Linked DNA regions of Pan troglodytes: region 1 is linked to region 2. A link is a contact called in public capture Hi-C data. All regions are on one chromosome and are shown on one strand. The core of a region is the stretch at or near the end of the contact, and the rest is flanking DNA. Distances in the headings are between cores, read along the strand shown. Region 1 has its middle 88 kb from the start of ACAA2. Region 2 overlaps LIPG (lipase G, endothelial type).

Evidence for each region. Capture Hi-C pulls out chosen DNA fragments and counts their contacts.
Region 1: a contact with region 2 is called in a capture Hi-C map of stem cell-derived neural stem cells, with 1.8 times the contacts expected there. The contact joins two enhancer-like sites. A contact is called at or near these places in 1 of 7 Hi-C or Micro-C datasets (stem cell-derived neural progenitor cells) and 1 of 1 other capture datasets (stem cell-derived neural stem cells).

The regions. Positions count from the first base shown.
Region 1 is chr17:59,794,121-59,797,318 of NHGRI_mPanTro3-v2.0_pri, reverse strand. No RefSeq gene overlaps it. Among named protein-coding and RNA genes, the nearest start is that of ACAA2, 88 kb to the left of the region's middle. Within about 2 kb of position 1,913, at least 3 of the 24 cell types and tissues checked have an H3K27ac peak or open chromatin away from gene starts, as enhancers often do. A contact at or near this core is called in stem cell-derived neural stem cells, where this site is marked.
Region 2 is chr17:59,651,451-59,654,655 of NHGRI_mPanTro3-v2.0_pri, reverse strand. It overlaps LIPG (lipase G, endothelial type), which reads right to left. Exons shown (of 10, transcript XM_009433982.5): 6 at 2,689-2,931; 7 at 1,864-1,984; 8 at 570-788. Among named protein-coding and RNA genes, the nearest start is that of LIPG, 20 kb to the right of the region's middle. Within about 2 kb of position 1,660, at least 2 of the 24 cell types and tissues checked have an H3K27ac peak or open chromatin away from gene starts, as enhancers often do. A contact at or near this core is called in stem cell-derived neural stem cells, where this site is marked.

The DNA of each region.
Region 1 (3,198 bases), core at 664-3,163, 140 kb before region 2:
GGGAAGCAGCTGGAAATTGTGCTCATTGAGGGAGAGAGAGGACAGATCAAGACTATTTTCTGCCCTGCGTTCCTGAATTGCACAGACTGACAAAGACTTCATGATCTTGGGCCATGATCATGAGCCATTTGCTCCCTTTTTTTTCTTGAGATGGAGTTTCACTCTGTCATCCAGGCTGGAGGGCCGTGGCACGATCTCAGCTCACTGCAATCTCTGCCTCCCGGGTTCAAGCCATTCTCCTGCCTCAGCCTCCCGAGTAGCTGGGATTACAGACACGCACCACCATGCCTGGCTAAGTTTTGTATTTTTAGTAGAGACGGGGTTTCGCCATGTTGGCCAGGATGGTCTTGAACTCCCAACCTCAGGTGATCTGCCCACCCTGGCCTCCCAAAGTGCTAGGATTACGGGAATGAGCCACTGTACCTGTTTTTTTTTTTTTTTTTTTTTAATGAAATGGGGCAGTTCTTACGGAGTTTAAAGAGAAAGTGAGCTGGGCGTGTTGGCTCATGCCTATAATCCCAGCACTTTGGGAGGCCAAGGCAGGTGGATCACAAGCTCAGGAGATAGAGACCATCCTGGCTAACACGGTGAAACCCCGTCTAAAAATTAGCCGGGTGTGGTGGCACGCACCTGTAGTCCCAGCTACTCTGGAGGCTAAGGCAGGAGAATTGCTTCAACCCAGGAGGCAGAGGTTGCAGTGAGCCGAGATCAAGCCACTGCACTCCAGCCTGGGTGACGAAGCAAGACTCCATCTCAAAAAAAAAAAAAAAGAAGAAAAAGAAAAAAAGAGAGAAAGTAGTATCAATGTCTTTGCTTTGCCTCACCCACTGTCTCAGCTAGACGTGTCCCTGAGTCATTTAGGCGTCTCACAGATGGGGGAATGGAGGCCCACGAGAGGAAGTCTCATCCAAGGCCCAGAGCAACTGCAGTGCCTTTTCCCCATCGGGCTTGCTCCAGCCTTTGGGCCCTAGGGGGCGCCAGAAAGCCTCACCTTTCCCAGAATCTATGCTGAGAGGAGAATGTTGCCACCAAAGGCCCAGTGGAGGCCATTTGGCCTCCCCCTCTTCATGACATTGTTCGCCCAAGTCTCTGCAGCACCCCAATCCTGGGGCCCTCAATATCAGAACTCAGTGCTCTAGGGGCCCAAGAGCGGCCTGGCTTCCCTGCCCCACAGGAGTTTAAGGCCCATGGGCTTCTTTTCCCAGGAATTACTTCATTGCTCCAAAGCCCTTCACCTTTACCAGGAAATAACTCTCCAGGGTGGCCCCAGACACTGCCGCTGGGATGCCCCAAACTCTCTTCTGGAAGCCACTCCTCGCTCTACCGAGGCCCAAGGGTATTCACCCTGGCCCCGACTTGCTGCTGTCATGTGGCCAGCCATTTCCAGAAATGTTCTGGTTTGAGGACTGAAAGGCCCACGTCCCGGGAAACCCCTCAGTCCTGTGTAAACTGGGACATTGGTCACTGTATTGTCATCTCCCTCATGGTAGGTCAGCTCCAGCCCAGGGCTCAGCCCAGTTCTTGGATCCCAAGCACGGGTTTTGATTATTACTCCAAACCATGGGCCAAGTAAGAGGTTCTCTCTGCTGATCTGTAAGGGTCGGCAGGGGCCTGCCCTGTGCCCAGTTCCGCCCCTGTCCAGCCGAGGAAACAGACTTAGTTATTATCTTAGCAAACAAGGAGAAACTGTGTGAGTGAAATAGGATGGTACCATTGCCAGGGTAAATAATAGTAACTGTGTTAAATCTCTAACAAGCACCAAGTTCAACACTGGGAGCTTTGCGTCGACTCTTGCATCTAACCCTCACTGCAAACTACAAGGTAGGTCTCTTCCATGCTGGTTCTACGGATGGCGACTTGGCAGCTCAGTGATCATCAGCTTGCCTGAGGTCACCCCGACTCTAAGGGCACAGTCACAAGCTCTTTCAACCATGTTACCCTGGCGCAGGAGACAGGGCATCTGGCTTCTCATCCCAACTTTTTCATTAGCTAATTACATGACTTTGAGGGAGTCCCTTGGGACCCTGGAGCCTCCACTGCATTGGATAAATGAGAGCTCTAAGCAAGGTGCTCTCCAAAGTCCTTTTGCGGGTAGCTTAGTGATAGAACATGGGCCCTGGGCTGAGATGGGGTTGAGTTGAATGTCAGTGCTGCCACTTACAACACATGTGGACAGGGACAAGTTACTTAACCTGCCTTCACCTATAAAATCAGGCAACTACCTCCAGTCATTTGTGGTAAGGAGTAAATGAAATGAGGCACCAAGGCTGGTGTTTATGAAAACTTTTTTTTTTTAAATGCCAGCTCTTATTGTTCCAGCTCCTACATTTTAGGACATTGTGTCTCCCTACCCCACCCCCTTTCACCAAGCCCTTATAACAGATCTATATTGCCCAGAATGCATTGTACACAGAGCTAGAGAAAACTTCTTGGCTGGGCTTGGTGGCTCACACCTGTAATCCCAGCACTTTGGGAGGCCCAGGCAGGAGGATCACTTGAAGTCAGGAGTTTCAGACCAGCCTGCTGGCCAACATGGTGAAACCCTGTCTCTACTAAAAAATACAAAAAAATAGCCGGGCATGGTAGTACTTGCTTATAATCCTAGCTACTCGGGAGGCTGAGGCAGGAGAATTGCTTGAACCTGGGAGGCAGAGGTTGCAGTGAGCCGAGATTGCGCCACTACACTCCAGCCTGGGCAAAAAGAGTGAGACTCCATCTCAAAAAAAAAAAAAAAAAAGCAATAATTTCTAGATTCTTTTTCTCATTTTCTTCCAGAAAATGGAAAAGACGTGTCCACGGTAAACAGAGAGAGGTGGCCCACAGAGATGGAGGGGAGCAAAAGAGTTGGCTGAGGCCTGACCCAGAAGATAGGAGCCGGTGGTCACTGTGGCCAGTCAGTTTCCAGACAGTTGCCATGGGAGAGTTGGTAAATCTTCCCTTCTAGGATTTCAGAGCACTGACCTGCCTGCCAGGCCCAAGTCTTAAGATCCAAACCAGGACTGAGCTGTTACTATGGAAAGTGTGATTTTTCTGCAGGATTAAGAAGCCTTCACACTTTTTCAGTCACATCAGAATTGCCACCCCTGGGAGGGATGAGTCGGATAATTTGAACCAGGTGCAGACTTCGTGGCCTGTCTTTACGGGGCAGACACTCATACACAGATTTTGTTGGCTGTGCCATGGACTGTCTTTCTTATT
Region 2 (3,205 bases), core at 411-2,910:
TGCCAGCTAGTGTGGCACAGAGGATTCTCTGTTACTTGCAGTTAGGACCACAGCCCCACATCCTTGACTTAGAACCTCTGAAGGAGAGAGAATAATGCTCTGAAAATCAGATGCTGGAGAAAACCAGCTCCTCCCACAGAACTCATCCATGGGGGCTCTCTGGAAGTGATACTCCAGTCTGCTTTGCTCAGAAGCAAGCAAAGCCTTTTGTCTGCATGGACCCCACAGTAAACACATCGACAAGGCAGCACTCCTAAAAAGCCCGGTCCAGGAGAAGTCCCCCTCCTCCAGGCTGACACAAGGCCTGGCAAACAGAGCCAGGGCTGAATTCCTGCCTCCACTGGCCCACCCCTCTCCCTGAGGGCCCATGTTCAGGGCATGAGATGCGTAACAGTTTTGATAGAAGCCTTGATCTGGAAGTCACTTGTCCTTGCAAAGGTGTTTGAAGTTTTACCTGCATGCTGGAGGGAAGGATTGAGGGTGGATGCAGCAAAGGAAAGGAAATGTCACAGGCACAGCCTTCTGTTCCCCACCTACACCAGGCAGAAGAAGGAGCAGGAGGCACTTACTTCCGCTGGGTTTCCCCAGACTTCACCCGGATGCGCCTGATATTCAGCTCCCGTCCGGGGTTGCGGGGTTGAGACAGGTAGCTGCGAAACTCCTTCCACAGGTTATACCAAGACTGAGAGGCCCCCTCCCAGGTGAGCTGGATCTTCAAGAGGTCTCCCAAGTCCTCCTCGGTGTAGACCAGGAAGGTGTTGGTGGCATTCTGCTCGATCCGCTCCACTCTACAAGTGGGAGAGAAGCTGATCTCACTCACCTAACAGCTGGAAAACTGCCACACTGTGTGGGGTGACACAGTGGCAGTAACAACCCCACATAGACAGGAGAGAGACAGTGTGAGTGATTTCCCCACCTCTATCCCTCTACTTCCTACCAACAGGACCAAGATGGAAGCTCAGGTGTACTCTCCACATGGGCCAAACTAACTTTGCCCTCAGCACCCCAGCTTCTTATCAAAACGATTCCTGGGCACCCCCTCCACCCCACTTATGCTACTTCCTGAAAAGACAGAACCAAGAAAGAACACAATAAGAAAACACAAAGAAGTCACATCCCCACTCAAGTGCGCTGTTCCGCTCAGCCTTAGAACCTCTGAAGGAAAGAGTTAATGATGCTCTGAAAATCAGATGCTGGGGAAAACCAGCTCCCCCCACAGACCTCATCCATCCCACAGACAGGCATCTGTCTCCCCCAAACTCCTAGCCACTTCCTGTCTGTCCCTCTCATTTGGCTTGGCCTCATCTGCCTTGCCCTACCTGTGTGTAAGTGTGCATGCGCGTGTACAAACCTGGTCTCCCAGCTAGACTGTGAGCCCTGAGAAGTGAGCTACTTTGATGATGTTTCATCACAATCCCAACATTACTTGGCATGATGCTTTGTCCCTGGTGGATACTCAACAAACATATACAGATCGCTATGCACCCCTCCCATAGCCACATCATTAGGAAAGGTCCAGGGATGACGTTTATGAAGTTACAGATTGCCTGAAGCATCGTCAGGCATTGCCTGGAATGAAACAGCAGTTTCTGCCCAGCTGATCCAGCTGCTGACCCAGCAGCTTCTCATGATGCCGATTCATCCCAGGAACTTTTCTCCCCGAAACGCTGAGTCAGGGCTTGGTAGAGAAGGTGCAGCGGGAGAGAGGACTGCAGAGGCCAGCTAGACCACCTGGCTCCTCCCTGAGCAGTCGGACTGCACTCTCCTGCGTGCTGTACTCGTTCACACGCTCCCTTGTGCTCTCTCATTCTCAAACCAACCTGTTCTCTGTCCCGAACCCAGCAAGGGAAACGGATGACTTACATTTCCAGTGGCAGAGTCTGGGAATCTGCATTAGTGCCATAAAGGGTGACGTAAAAGGTGGGCTCAATTTCTCCCATGTTCTTGTAACTGAAGACATGGATTTTCATCTGATAATGGTAAACTGCAGCGACAGCAGAACAAAGATGCTTGTAACCCTTGCTTGTCATCACAGGAGACCCCTGACCCAAACTGAGTCACCAGCACAGAGATTTTAGGGCTGGTGTTCTTTTGGTTGAGCCCAGCCTGCAGCCCCCATCTGCTCTTGTTCTGTCCAATGCCATAAGAGGCCACTGCAGTATGGAAGGAGCCCTGCACTTGGGAGTTAGATCTTTTGAGGATTTTCACTTAGCTACTTTCTAACTACGTGCCCCTGGATTAAGGACCAAGGTATTAACCTCTCTGAGCCTCAACTTCCTCATATGTAAAATAATACCCACAGTACCCAGAAAACCTTGTGATTTTACAGCACATTATAAAAATGTAACACGTCATTTTGGTCCCCTGTTCATCTGCCTCAGGTTTCTTGTGATGATCAAATGAGAAAACAAATATGAAACAGCTTTGAAAGTTAAATGCAAGATAGAAATTTAAGATATTGATATTGTGATCATGGACTGATAGCCACATCACAAAAGGGGTCCACACTGTTTATTTTGTAAAGATTCCCTTTCCTAGGACATGCACAGTGTAATCTGATTTGCAACGATTTGATTGGATTGTGCTGGCCACTTCTCCTGGGCTAGGACATGCCCTGCTCTGCAGCATGGTATTAAGAAGGAGGTATTAAGGGCCTTCCTCAGGGACGCTCCAGGGACTGAAGGTTACCTCTGAAAGGCATGCCTGCCCGGGTTTTTAGGTACATTTTGCTGTTCCTCTTGTTCCTCATTTTCTTGGCATTGTAGCCAATGCTATTACAACGGTTCTTGCGGCAGCTCAGACAGATCCCCTTTTTGAAGCGATTGGAGTCAGTGCACTGGAAGGCAAAACTCGGCTTGTCCTGATTCACCAGAGAGTCAACAAAGAGGTGGACGGCTCGCTCATGCTCACATTTTACCACCTCTGTGATTGCTGGGGGTGGGAGAGATAAAAAGCATGCAGGATGAGCCCTTCTTGATGATTAGACACTCAAATAATAAATACTGTACTCCTCAACAGTGATAGCTGTTTATTGTTGCTGTTAGTATTTTCATGTAATTCTTTTGCTTGTTTATTTGTTTTGAGACAAGGTCTCACTCTTGCCCAGGTTAGAGTGCAGTGGGACAATCATGACCCCCCGCTCACAGCAGCCCCAACTTCCGAGATTCAGGTGATCCTCTCACCTCAGCCTCCCCAGTATCTGGGA